Regions from separate parts of the Drosophila melanogaster genome. Here region 1 is linked to region 2. A link is a contact called in public Hi-C data. All regions are on one chromosome and are shown on one strand. Each heading gives the region's core, a stretch centred on a gene start, on an enhancer-like site or on the middle of the called end of the contact. The rest is flanking DNA. Distances are from core to core; before and after follow the strand shown.

Evidence for each region. Hi-C and Micro-C count contacts between places; a contact is called where the count stands out from the background.
Region 1: a contact with region 2 is called in a Hi-C map of the Kc167 cell line, with 2.2 times the contacts expected there. The contact joins the promoter of RhoGAPp190 here to the promoter of TH1 in region 2. A contact is called at or near these places in 3 of 107 Hi-C or Micro-C datasets (the Kc167 cell line, embryo and larval brain).

The regions. Positions count from the first base shown.
Region 1 is chrX:17,649,673-17,656,981 of dm6, forward strand. It overlaps RhoGAPp190 (Rho GTPase activating protein p190), which reads right to left and starts at 2,890. Exons shown (of 14, transcript NM_167573.2): 1 at 2,419-2,890; 2 at 1-566. The coding sequence starts at 556. It overlaps IntS2 (Integrator 2), which reads right to left and starts at 7,146. Exons shown (of 3, transcript NM_133004.2): 1 at 6,111-7,146; 2 at 4,150-5,786; 3 at 3,089-4,083. The coding sequence starts at 6,926. The coding sequence ends at 3,219.
Region 2 is chrX:16,387,915-16,395,033 of dm6, forward strand. It overlaps TH1 (TH1,), which reads right to left and starts at 3,524. Exons shown (of 5, transcript NM_132895.3): 1 at 3,378-3,524; 2 at 2,549-3,261; 3 at 2,032-2,478; 4 at 1,482-1,963; 5 at 906-1,413. The coding sequence starts at 3,440. The coding sequence ends at 1,382. mei-41 (meiotic 41) reads left to right here and starts at 3,784. Exons shown (of 5, transcript NM_078645.3): 1 at 3,784-4,073; 2 at 4,133-6,344; 3 at 6,402-6,695; 4 at 6,770-7,119. The coding sequence starts at 3,847. CG4239 reads left to right here. Exons shown (of 4, transcript NM_167515.2): 4 at 1-788. The coding sequence ends at 46.

The DNA of each region.
Region 1 (7,309 bases), core at 1,640-4,139, 1.3 Mb after region 2:
CCAGTGGCTTCTTGTTCTTTAGTATGGTTGCGATGACATTCTGCACGAACTCCACCTGCTTCTCCACACTGCGATTGGGCACTGGACTAACGTCGAAGACGACAACAAAGCCATCGATACTGAGCCGGCCATCGGGCATGACTTTCTGTTCGTACTCCTTCTCGATGCCCAACTGATTCTTGCATATGTACATTAGCTTCTCCGCGGAGAAGACCTTGGTGGCCGTGCACCGCTTTGAGTATGGATCCATCTTTCCCACCTTAAAGGCTTGGAACGTGGAGTCGTCCATGAACTCCGTCTGCTCGATGATATTAAACTGGTACTCGACGCCCTCCTCCGTCGTCTTGCGCACATCGCCCCAGTAAAGGAAGTGGTCGTTGTTCACGATCCGGCCACTAAAGTCGCTTTGGCTAAGCACTGATATGTGATCGATGAAGTAGTCGTCGGCCATCGGGCGCATGAATCTGTTGCACAGGCATGACTTGCCCACTCCCACCTGCCCGCGGTCCTTTTCGGTCCCGGATAGTCCAATGACCGAGATGTTAAACTGACGCATCTTGACGTTCCTGCAAGGATTCAAAAGTCGAAGGAGAGAATTAGATACCTGGCTTATAGACTCGCAGATAAATGCTAAAAGTGTTATGGAATAGGTAATTCCGGATTTGGTATTCTGCAGGTGTTTTCGTTCAAATGTATGATTGTGCCTTATCATATCGATAAGGTGTTATCTACTGGCGCTTTTCCTCACATGCCTATCAACATGACACAATGTTGTAACATTGTATCCATCGCAAATTGATTCATTCAATCGGTTGTTAAGGTAATATTTTAAAATATCACAGGAGATAACCTGTTAACGTTGTATGAAAAGGATAATATGCATATGGATAATATGCTTTTCAGGATTTCACATAAAGATATATTCCTTATTATAGGGATATACGAAAGAAAAATAGCGTAGAATAGACCTTGGCTCGGCTCGATATATACAAATGTGTTTTCGTGAAAACGTCAGCTTATGGATATCTTTGGATATTCAGGGATAACCTCTCAGTTTCTCCGGACACACACGGAATGGAAAACCGTCGATTTCTGGTCACTTTTTCACGGCAAATGGCTGGCTTGCGATGCCAGCCGATGACTATTATCCAAGATAACCTTCGAGTTGGAGAATCGCCCCGTGTCCTCCGCGCCGTCTGCTCCAATTGGCCGCAGGACCTTCACATTTCCGCACACTTTTCGCCAGTCTAGGACTTTGTCATGAGTTCCTTTTGGCTACAACTACGCAGTTACGGATACATCCACGGATTGGGGGTCCAAAAACACGAGAGAGCGAGAGCGAGAGATTGGCTGCTGCGATGTGACAAAAAAAAAAAAAGAAACGGAGAAGAAAAACGCGCAAGCGATTTTCTTATGCCGGCGCTGCCCGAAAATTCATTCCATGTGATTTTTGGCCAGCGAATAATATACGCGAATCGCGATTTCACAAAAAATGCACAGGGCTCTTTTTTACCTGCTTTCTTTTGGGTTGCTAGTTTGATCTTTGTATTTATTTATATGGCTAGTTTTTATACAACATTTTCGGCAAGTAGGGAAAGTCAGTCTGCAACAAATCCTTTTTCCGTCCTGACTGCGGCGGTTGTTCTGTCGCAGCGCTTCTTTTGGTGCTGCAAACGACACGGCGCAACTCTCTAAAGAGAGAGAATCAGAGTCAGAGTGAGCGAGCACGAGCGACTGAGAGTGGAAAGTAGAGAGAGCGCGTGGGTGGATTCGGATGTGAATGTGTTTGTTGTTGCTGTTGCTAGTGCACTCCAATTTGTTGCTGTTATCCTCGAGTGGGAGTGCAACAATGTGGGTGTGTGTGGTTGTGCGTTTCAATGAGAGTGGAAATAATAAATTCCCCACTGGCCTTTAATTGAGTTTTTCCGGCGTACAAACCACCGCAAACACACACACACACATGCTGGGCAAGTGCAGCGCAGAAGCGAAATTGGATCTGCAACAGATTTCCTGTACATTCTCCGCGCTGCACAACAACAACTAACAACTAACAACAACAACAGCCACAGCGCAAGAAACGGAGAGCAACGATCCAGTGATAACAACAACGACAAAGGCAAAAAGAAAGGAGGAAGGGGAGGAGAAGAGAGAGTACTGCAAGTGCATGTGCAACGGTACAATTACAAAAACACAAACGGGCGCGGCGGGAGCGGCAGAGCGCAAAGACGAGAGACAAAACACCATACAATTTTTGGAAACGAATTTTAAGATTTGTTGCAGAAAAGAAAAACACTGTTGCCGCATCCGCCTAGCCATCCCGCTCTGGCGCACACACTCCCAGCAGCGGGGCATCTCGCTCTCTCTGCGTGCTCGCTGGCTGCGTGTGTGTGCGTGGGTTCTGTGTGTGTGAACAATTACCTGCAGCTGCGCACAAAGAATTCAAGTTTAATCCGCCTCGGCGACACTTTTTCTTGAAGCCCGTGCTTCTTGGCTTTTCCAGCCAGTCACTTGACAAAATACTAAGCAATTGTATTTGTTGTATTTGCTTTAATAATTATTTTCCCACCATGGAACTCTCACTCACTCACACACACGCACACAGCAGGCGCACACACTCAAGACAAGGGAGAGCGGGAGAGGGAGAGCGAGAGGAGAGAGGAGCAGCGCGTACACAACGTATACAAAGGACAATTACGAATCAGCATCGTAAACGCACACTGAAAAAGCAGGTCAGATACGTCCTGACTCGATTCAGGAATCAAAACACAAAACTCAATGCCGAATGCCAGTCGATTCGCATATTACGCACGCACGAACGCTACTCACAATTATTGTAATTCACATCCGAGCTTTAATTTAACAACAACAAAAACTAGAGCTGGAACTAATGTCGATGCTTGTTAGTTTTTATCGATAACCCGATACGCGTATGGGTGGCATGGCCGGGAACGATAGATATATCTGGTATGTGTACTCGCTAACCAAAGTATATTATCGATAAAAGTAGATTCCGATAACAGCTGCGTAGTTATATATTTATTTGAGGCGCCAAATTTAAACTCAATTAATTAATTAGTTATATAGAAATGGTTTTTGCAATAAGTATTTATTCTGGTCAATGTTGTTATAAATTTTACAAGCACTATTATAATCAGCCGGGGGGCGGAGTGGGGAAAGGTTGCTTACGACTATGAAAAACAAGGCGGGATCGAGTCCAACTAATACAGGTCCGATTTTTTCATGACCGCCGTGACCAGTGCCTTAAACGCGTCCTCGATCATGATGATGTGCAGCTGGGCATCCCGATACGTGCAGAGCTTGTCGCTATCGGTGAGTGGCATTTCCATTGTGGTCATGCCCAGCGATGACTGCGAATGCAGAATGCGCCCGGTGGTCATCAGGATGTTGACGCAGTCGTCGGCCAGAATGGGAAACGTTTCCACGAAACGAACCATCGCTGGCATCACATTGCGCAGGAATCTACACTTGGTCGATGCGGTCAGCATGGACAACGTCGTCTGGATTACATTCAGGCAGAATTTCGAGACGCCCAGACTCTTGGGTATCGAATAGTTGAGCACCAGATGGGAGGTCAGATCGATGGTAAAGATCTGTTTTTCCATTTCCGTCACGTTGAGGAATTCGTGAACAAAATCAATGCATATGTGCATCGATGGCACACTGGCCACCATCATGGGAATAACCGACTTTGGATACGTTTGGAAGTGCACTAGTTTCGCCAGCGAAGGCTCCGAAATGAATGCCTGATGCACATAGGTGCCAATGATGCCCTGTATCTCACGCAGCTCCAGATGCGACACCCGATCCGTTGCCTTGCTGGCTATGTAGTCCAGCACCTCCAGCAGAATGTGCACGGCGGCGCTCTCCTGCGAGGCAATCAGCGTGGTCCTTAGGTCCTCCCAAATCGCATCCGTCTGCATCATGCCATTCTTGTCCAGCACCTGCTTCTGCTGCATCTGCATGTGCACGTTGAGATAGGTCTTCGAGGCGGCTAGGCTGCCCTTCAGAATGCGCAGCAGGATCATCAGCAAATAGGGCGAACAGAATACGAAGCGTGGACAACTGTTGATCAAAAGGAATGCGAAAGAATTTTAGGAAACAACACACGAAAATGACGAGGCAACCCACCTTAGCACCTCCATGGGCTCCAGAAGACTCTCGTTGGCAAAGGTACGTCGATCCATCGTATCCGAGCCGTTGGTAATCGCTCGCAGCGACATGATCCACAGGGTGGTGGGCAGCACGGCATTCAGGCGCAGCCAAATATCGTTGTACAGATCCTTGACGTATCGCGGCACCGACTTGGCAAACACCATCGGCAGATGCTTCACCAGCTGTTGTCCATACTGCGCCTGCGTTTCTGGGGGCATCTGGAGTAGCTGCTTAAACACGCGGATGGCTAGATGCGGTTTCGTTTGGATGGCGGCCAGTGCACGATCCAGGGTCTCCGGCTTGAGCTCATGCTTGCTTACCACCACCGTGGAATTGCCCTGGGCCAGATTGTGCTCCTCCAGCCAGTCATCGACCATGCTGAGATGCGGATAGTTGGAGATAATCAAACGCAGCAGCGGATGGAAGAGCGAGAGATAGTCGTTGTGGTAGTGGTGCGCCTTCTGGAGCAGATACTTCAGTGGCAGTCCGCCCAGGAAGTTGTTGGAGTACTCCTTCTGCTTGCGACCACCCAAAGCGCTGAGGTTCATCAGTCGCGTATCCTCGTACAACATGAGGTAGTAGATCATCAGCAGCTGGGCGGTTAGTGGACACGTCACCTCGATCTGGTTGAGCTCCTGACTTTCCGCCATCGGTGGCAGCTCCTCGGCGAAGAATGTGAGCTTGGATGTGCGGAACACGTGCAGAATTTCCGCCTCAGTGAAGGGCCGGTGCATGTGATCAATATTCACTTTTCCGGTGGGATTGGGTATTATCAGCGTGTTGACAAAGACCTCCACCAGGGCCGGCATCACAGGATGCACTGGCCTCACCGAACTGCATATTTGCTTGAAGATCCACGACTTAATGGGCACTTTGTGCTTGAGAAATGTCCTCGATTTCAGCAGTTGCTGGATGCAGTGCACCGGCAGGTAGCACAGTATGGTGCCATTTAAATTCGGAGTGACGGGTACGCGAACCGCATGCAGCGCCACCACCTGCTCCGTGAACAGGTCCTGTGTGAAGAGCTGCTTGATTCTGTTTGTACTGTTCGGCCGGATGGGTATCTTCATGGCCAGCGTGGAGCAGACCATCTCGCTGATGGCCGAGATCTGATTGCTGTGAAAGTGAATGGCCAGAAGCAGGAGCATCTCACCCAGCGAGGTGCTAGTACCGGGGCGCTTGCAGAAAAAGGCATCCTCCCGTATGAGCCACTGCAGCCACTCCACAGCCTTGTTCTCCAGTGGAATGGTGGACACCAGCGAGGGACAGGCGATGAGCATGCACAGCGCCAGCGTTACAAATCTCACGCCCGAGGGCGTCGCCTGCGGACAACTCGTGACCAGCTGCGACAGAGCATTGATCTCGTCGTCGTTGAACTTCAGGCCACCGATGCCGCGCAGGGCACAGTACAGACGCAGCAGCACCGCGCCCTGCAGATTGAAGTCGCGCAGCTCCGCCGCATTGGTCGTCGTTTGAATCACCTTCTGTAGCAGCTCCACGCGCACCAGATTCAGTGCGTCCCCCTTCCGCTTCTGGCTGGAGCGGATGTAAGCGGCGAACCAGGAGCGCAGATTCTGGTCATTGCCCAGCAGCAGGCCCGTGAGGAAGGCTATCTGTGGGGAGTGGTTGAAGTTTGCATTGTTATCTCATTATTCGTAAATATTGTCATACGTCCAAATAAGATTCAATCGCTCTAGCGAATTAGAGCGAGATAGCTAAGCAACATTTTCTCGCTTTTGCTTTTGCTTAACACATGTTACACAAAAATAAGCAGAACTCCAAATGAATGGTACTCCAAACAAAAAAGATCAATCAACAAAATATGATCAAAAAACATTTCTTATGTACGTTAAATTTAAATGAAATGCAAAGAATTTCCTAACGATTATAGTGTTGTGGTAAATCTGCACCTTACTGGTCAATATTACCCTACTCACCAGATCCTCGGGATGCTTGAGCGTGAGCTTAAGCATAAACGACGGCACCTTCAGCATATCCACGCACATGGACCTGTTGGCCAGCGCCTGGGAGGGATTCATCTCGCTGAGCCCCATGAGCAGCATTAACCGGTGCTTGCCATCGCTGCCATCCTCGTCGCAATTGGCGATCACATGGGACACAACGTCGCGATAGCAATCCGGAAAGTTGGCGACCAGTGCGCAGATGATGCGATGTCCGTTGGGCACATGGACAAGGGCGTCCGTTAGCTCCAGTATGTTCAGCAGGGAGGGCAGCTCGGCGAGAGCAATGCACAGAATGTCGACCACCTCCTCCAGATAGATGCCGTCGTCCAGCATCTCCGAATGGGCGGCCGGTTTCTGCTCGGAGACCTGCTGCTGCAGATTGAAGATCTCGGAGAGCACCACGCGCACCTTGCGCGCCACATCCGCCCGCTCAAAGCCCAGTGCGATGCCCGACTGGAGGCCGTACTCGTGTTGCTGTCCCTCGAAGAAGGCCGACTTCTGGCGGGCCTGCAGCTCCTTCTTCAGCTCATTCTCCAGCTCATGGTAGTTGACTTGCAGGTAGGAGACGATGCTGTTCACCACCTCGATGCCGATGAGCACGGCCAGGATCTCTTTGCGCGACTCCATCGACGATTCGGTGTTGTCCAGTGGCGATAGCAGGCTCATCCGCACCAGCGAGGGCAGCACGGGCCGAATCTCCGCCTCCGGATAGCTGGCCAGCAGGGTGATGTCCAGATTCTGCATGGCGCAGAAAACGCGCGGCGATACATCGTACATCCTCACCGGCATTTTGTCCTCGTCGTCGTTGTCGTTGCGTTCCAACTTGTTGCACCCGGCAATGCTCGTGTGCTCGGTTGTCCCGCTCTATTGGCCTGGCCGGCGGGGTGTCCGTGCTGGAGATGCCGGCGCGGGTCTGCTTTAATCTCGGCGATCTGTAGTTGGGGCAGGGAATGCCGGAGAATCCGAGAATCCACTGCGATCCGCATCCAAAAAATCAACACACGTCAGTGTGGCCAGTTGGAGAGGCTGCAAATATACCAGCAATTACTACATTTTATTATTTTATTATTATAAAAATACTATACTGCTCTCATAGGTGAAGGTTAACAAAGAGATGCGCAGCTAAAGAAAAATATTAACAATTATTGCAAGAGGCTAACAACTATTAGTAC
Region 2 (7,119 bases), core at 2,274-4,773:
GCAGGCCAAGGACGGCGATAGCAAAGATGTTAAGAAGAGCAACTAAAACTATTTGTAGTCAGCCCCATCTTCCCCCGGACAAATAGTACTTAACGCTGCCAGCCAAAGCTAACGCCTAAAACGCACACAATTTATACATAAATAGCAATTTATAATTTATACATAACGAACGAGATCTTCCCATGTGATTCGATTCAGAAGCGCAAGCCAAAGACATTATTTGTGAGGCGTGAACATTTTTGCTCTCGAGGATCAGCGCACTTGGTTGGGTGTGCCAGCAGCTGTTCCTCGACTCCGACTCCTTCACGCCGAGTGTAAGCCCTCGAAAATTTTAATTTGTTTTGTTTTGGTAATTTGATTGGTAGGATTTTTTTGTTGGTTTTTTTTTTTTTTTTGGAGAACAAGCGCAGCTGCAGAAACCAACCACAGACTTATTAAGATGCCATACTTAAGTGCTTTAAACATGGCCCATACAGCTTATCATCTATAACTAAGACGACAGCCAATCATGATTTTAGACAGAAGGACGCCGAGTCTTGTGACTTTTGCCGCAAAAGCGCGTGCTCAACGAACGAAATGTGTAAATGTAAAATATTGAGGTCGTTTCCATTGCAGCCCTTCATTTTTTTTTTGTATACATTCTAAGAGTTTTTTTTTTGCCGAATACCCATTCGAAAACCGAATGATGATAGATCATTGCTTCAAGATTGTGAACACGTATTCAAGCTGAATTTAAGGCAATTGTATGAGGTGTGAATGTTTATTGTTTGCAATAAAATTAAACTACGATTTTGCTTGAGTTTCTTTGGTAACTTGTGCATTAAGTTGGGATTTAATGGTAGCCAGTTGTTGTAATCTGAATATGTATTGGATCTTTGGGCAAAATGATTTATCCTGCTACCTCTACGTTATTGTCAAATTTTTATTCTGCAATATATTTCGTTATAACGTATCAATCAGTAGTATATGTTTATACATTTACAATCTATACAATTGTTTATGGATTCGAACATATTGTTATTTCTGAAAGCTTAATAATGTAGGTATGTTAGTTCACAATGTTGAATTAAATGCTTTTGTATAAATGTTAAAACAATGAAAGCTCAAATGCGTAAGGAATATAATAAAATGATAAAGAACTTACAACATTTTTCAAAGCCTAGTGAAATTTTAGCGGCAAAAATGCTTATAATTAAATTTAGATAGATACATTGTGGATTTTTTTTTTAATTTTTCTTTCCTAATAGAAGAATAGGGTACTTTTCTTAAGAGATTATATTTAAAAAAATTGTTTACTCAAAAAGAATGTTATTTAAATTGGGCTTAATTGAGGTCGTCTTTGAATGGAAGTCGCCTGTAAAGCACGTTCTATTGTCACAATCTATACAGTCGTGTAATGCGCCTTGCAGTGAACTGAAAAAGATGAGCAACATGGGTGAGCAGGAGGTGTGGCAACAAATGGACTACGAATAGCTGCATACCAATAAATTCGGACACGGGATCGTTGTCGCCCTCGCCGCGCATTGTACCGGTGATCTCCTCGTTCTCCACCATCGGCAGGAACAGCTGCACGAACTCCGGCGAGTAGGGATGTGTGATAGTCTCCAGCACCTCGGTGACAAAGTATCGTATTAGCGAAATGTCTGTGTCCTCGATGGCGCAGCACTGCTTTATGTATCTGAGAACGGGTACAACGCAGCCGCGCGTCAGCAGGTTAACCATTCGGTCCAGGATCATTTTCTTCATTTCCAATTGAACGAGAATCTCCAGCTCATCCTGCTTGGACTCAAATAAGCGGATGAGCAGGAAGAGGATCTGCTGCTGCAAGGTGGGATGAACGGCGGCCACTTCATCCAGTACCGCCAAGTGCGTGGGACAGCTGTCTGTGGAGAGCTTGAAATATGAAGGCTCCATAACAACGTTTTCGATCCACCGAATGACACCAACTCCCACCACAGGATATCTACGATTAAAAGAGATCTTTACGTTAAGGGAAACCAATAATTTTTTGATATACATCGGTCGCCTTACTTGATGCAATTATACAGCGTTTGCAACTCGGCGATTAGCTCGGTGGATCCCTGGTCCACATTACAAATGGTGTGTGCCTTTTCGATAGCCTGAATGGTGCTCTTTAGCTCCTCCTTGTTTAGCATGCGCTCAGTCATTGGTCGCTTTTTGGCCGGCTGGTCGATGACCGCGGACGCGTAGGCTAGCAGAAACATATACTTCGGTTTGTGCTCGGGATTGATTTTAACGCCGGAACGAAAGAGCGCGTCTACCAGTAGCTCCAGAAACTGGGGGTTTCGTATCAAGTCGATGGGCGGTGGATCGGAACCGGAGTAGTTGCGAAACAGCACGGTGATATCGGCGGGATTCAGTGTATTGCGGGTGAGCATGGAAGTTAGGGCTTGACATGCTTGCGGATAGACTGCCGAACCATTCAGGGCCATTGTAATAGGCGTTACATTTTGATTGCTAAACAATGAAGCAAAAGAAAGGATTTATGTTATGACTAACTATGTGGAATCGTCAGTTATTTTCATACTTCTGCAGGGCGTATTTAATAATTTCCTGAGAGAGCCGCTTCATGTTGAACCCACCCTTCTGCTCCTGGCTGAGGACCTGGATGAGCACCTGGGAGTATACGTAAGTGTGCTGGCCATGGCAGACCATTCGTGCGCACTCCTGAATGGCACCGTGCACATCATCCGGATTGTTTAGAAATTTGACGATCGAGGTCTTTAGAACCCGCGAGAAAACCTCAATCTGCTGTGCCGCTGTCGAAATGGAAGTGATCTCGCTCTGGAAGCCCGCGTCCGAGATCAACTTGATTGTAAAGTTCAGCATTAGACAATCGGGATATTCTTCGGCCAGTCGGTAGATTAGCGAGCGCCACGTATAGTGGTCGATCATCTCGGTTAGCCAGTCGGGCGTCTCACCCTCCTCCGTGAATATGGTGTCCGCCTTCTTGGGATCGAAGGACTTAAGAATCATTTCCTTGAGATGATTCTCCACCATGGCCTGGACTTCGGTAACCTTGACGCCCGCCAGGATGAGCCATTCCGCAAGCAGGTTGGCCATCTGGGCCACCGCCTTGTAGTTCTCGGATAGCATCGATATAACCTCCTCCGGAGATCCGCCCGACTGAAAGTAGCGCTTCAGCTGCGTAAATATCCCCGGCTCCATGATGTAGTCCGGTGTGAGGAACTTCTCCAGGCATTCCTGTATCGTCTTCTGCGGATTGTCCTCAAGCGTTTCCTTCGATTGGGATGGGATAACATGATGTTTAGTTGTTATTTTTTATGGTTTATCTAGTAGCGTCATCAAATTGCCGGGATTGCCTGCCACGCCGTACACGCTCTATACTCAATTACCTCCGGATTGGTTTGTCCTTTGGCGCGGCCCTGCCAACCAGAGTCGTCGTATTCCACTTCCATTTTTTCTCAAAAACTTATTTACAATAACATAAAAATATTTTTCTTATTTTGATTAACTATGCATTTTTAGTGTGACTGTAAATTGTTAACCACGACGCGCACACCTACGCGGGTTATGCGCCGTTTACACTTAGCAAACTCTTCTGTTAATTTCATATTATGCAATGTAAATCTTAAATTTGAGGAGAAAAAGAAAATTGTCAATAAGTGTAAAACGCGGTAATGTAAACATATATTAACTAATTTTTTTTTAAATTAATATATGTAAAATCGCAGTTGGAACGTGGCTGTTATTCAAGAAAAAGAAGAAGAAGCTGCCAAACATATCGATAGCCACAAGTGCGGCGAATGCCGGCTTTCGTAAACAAAGGTCGCGTTTTTGCGAGTTTTAAATAAACTTGGCAAAATGTCGACACAACGGAAGGATATGTGGAAGTTGCTTTACAACCACGTAAACCGGAACGTAAGCAACTTTTCCGGCGTGTACAGCGTTATAGAAGACATATTGTGCCAGGAGCCGAGTCTGATAAGCTGTTCGTTGGTGCGGGAGCTGCACAACAAATTCCAGGACACATTCCTACTCTGGCTGCTCAACAAGCTGGCCAAGTGCCTTAGTGAATCTCCAGATAGCAGGTAAGATGAGCCACAAGCATTGGACTCCAAACTTATGACACACCGTTTTTCTGCTGCAGCGAGTGCATCAATCTTCAAAGGAAAATACTGAGCTCCTGCTGTTCCAATCATCCTAAGCTTTTTGAACGCCTTGTACTGGCCTATGTGGAAGCCATTGAGGAGACGCACCTTCAGCTAAGTTCCCTGGACCTCGGCCAATTGAGTAATGAGCGAAAACCCGCCATAACTGTAAGAATATTCCGATGCGATGTGGAATGCCTGCAGGAGTTCGATCCGCACTGCGCTATCGAGGACATCAAGGTGCCCCTTGAGCAAGCCGACATGTATGCCAAGAGCCTGCTGGAGGTCCTCCAGCATGCCCATCACATTGGATACGCCACGCACGGCGACATCTTCTCGGGCAGCCTTCATCAGGCTCTGCTAATCCTCAAGGAGTGCGACATGGACACAAAACTGGCCAGCTTGAATTACTGTCACAATGTCCTACGATCACAGTCGGCCAGCAGCTGGATAACAAATCCGGACGTTGGACATTATGCGCAATTAACGTTGGAGGCGACGGCAATCATGTGGTCGGCAGTAGCCAAGTGGCTGGACATGGGATGTATGACGCGCCAGGAGCTAAAACGGCTCAATATAACAACAAAGCTACTGCTAGAAGTTCTGCATATGCGTGCACGTCCAGCCCACCATCTTGGCTACCTGCTTTTGAACGAGATCCTTAGTTTGCCGACAGCCATTGAATTGGACGATGGACTGCTGGAGACCCTAAGTTCCTATATTCAAGGCCAGCTAGAGCATTCGGTTGTACCATTGGAGCAACTGGTGCACTTGCAGCAGCTTATGTTAAGCCATTGGCACTGCCACCCCACACATTTGGTGCCCATATTGGCGCTAATGGGCTTGAAACAGACTGAGATGCGCTCAGGAGTGGTCCAAGTGCTTACCCAAAGTCTCGTTGAAATCTTGAAGAAGGAAGAAGTATTGTCGAAGGATTGGCAGAAACTGATTGCTATTTTACGAGGCTTCAAGCAGCTGGAGAAACTAATTCTGTCACAGAGTCAGCATAAAATAGCTGAGCACGAAGGTCACATCGATTCCTCAGTTCTGGCCATGTTACCGCTGCAGTGTGAAATCATAAAGGTTGCGGATACCAATTGGAATAACCTTTCAATGCAGCTGGTTGAGCTGGAATCAAAGTGTTCCGCAGACCGAAGACACATACACTTGGAAATCTGCTCCCTTTTGATGCAAATCACCTTCATCCGGCACTTTTTAAAGACTCAAACGCAACACCAGCTGCTGGCCATTCTTCAGCGACATTTGAAGCTGTCCTACCTTTGCGCCATTCGCTTGGAGACACCTTCTAGTGTTCATACCCAAATGCAAAGCTTCTATGCCCAGCAGTACATGAGGCTATTTCAATCCGAGGAGACACAGGAGATATTCTGTAGCAACCTTCCGCAGTTGTACATATCGGGTTTCATAAAGCCGGAGCAACTGATGAAAGCTCTGCCCACCATTAACAATCGTAGTGGCCGCGCTCAAGTTATACGCCTATTGCTCTGCTCCCAGCCAGGTAAATTGAGTGTCTTTAAAGTCAAAGATCGCATTGAGCTATACTGCCCGAAATGCAGGCCACTGCCAAAGAAACTGCCAGGTATTTACCTCGGAAAATGCAAGCAACAGCTGCCATGTCCAGACTTTTCAAGCACCAACCTCGAAATGATAGCAAATGATTTATTGTTTTATCCCGATTTTGAATGTATTGCCCAGCATCTGGACCTTCTGTGCTTTGAACCCAATGTGATTCTTGGCCTGCTAAGAGAAACGGAGGCACTGCAAAAGGTTAGCGTTAAGGTTATCGGCCAGCTGGTCTCTGCGATGCGTGTGCGTTCGCCAGAATTCTTGGAGCAATTAGCCAATCTTGTTCTAGCTGCTATAAAAGCAATGCTAGCAAAGCCACTGACAGAGCAAAATGTGCTGCAGCAAAGAAGTATGCTCAACGTACTGACCGCCATTGCGCACATGGAGGATAATGAAATCTGGCTCTTTCACTGGTTCAAAATGACATTCTTCTTTCTGGTGCACACTCGCTCACTGGTGGCGCAAGAAGCTGTGCTGGCGGCCACCGAGATGTGTGCCAGCCAGGGTCTGCAGACGATTCATCTGTGGAACTGGTACAAGCGAGATGCTCTCGACCTCACCGTTCGCCTGGCTTTGAACGTTTATCTTTTGGATGGCGTACGCTTCACCCGATCCCTCCGAGCGGTGCGTAAATAGACGAACTTTTCTTCACTTCCCAAAATTTGACCGGTCTGTTTGCAGCTTACGAAAATGTTGGGATTCACGTGCGTTCAGGAGTTCACCTGCAAGTATCATCGCCTTCTGACTGCCATGGTCCTGCCGCATTGCATCGTGAATCCGCTTTGCAAGGGAGTTTTGGTATTGATAGCCAAACAAATGCAGAAACACATTGGCACCTTGTTCTCCATCTCGTTCCTGCGGATCTACACACACGTCTTCCTGACCGAGGAACCGGAGTTGGCCAATAGTTGCATCGAGCTGGTGGTCAGTTGCACCCAGTCCAGCCTGCAACAGCTAATGAATGCGGATGTCAAGGTGGGCAGAAGTTAATTTATATTTTATTATTTTATCTTTTATTTTATTTTATTTGATTTGGTTATCACTTGTAGCAAACGGTGGCCGAGTTGCTTATATATTTCAACCGAAACCCCACATTCGTGATGCGATCCTTTCAAAGCCTCTTGCAGTTATCAATCGGTTCCTTGGAGGAGTTGTCAAGTCAAACGGCGAATGCAGAGTTTGCGAATTTCATTGCTGAGCGTTTCCTCGGTGTGATCACCTACTTCGAGAGCTGCCTAAGTGAACCGTCTTTTGAGAAGCCATTGAAGGAGGAGACTTTGTACAGTTTGGGCCAGATTATGCGATTTGTGGGCTCCCAGCATGTCACCCAGTTTCGCTTCAAAATCATTGCCATGCTGAGTTTCGTTCACACATTGCAGGAGCCTCGTCTCCAGCGAAT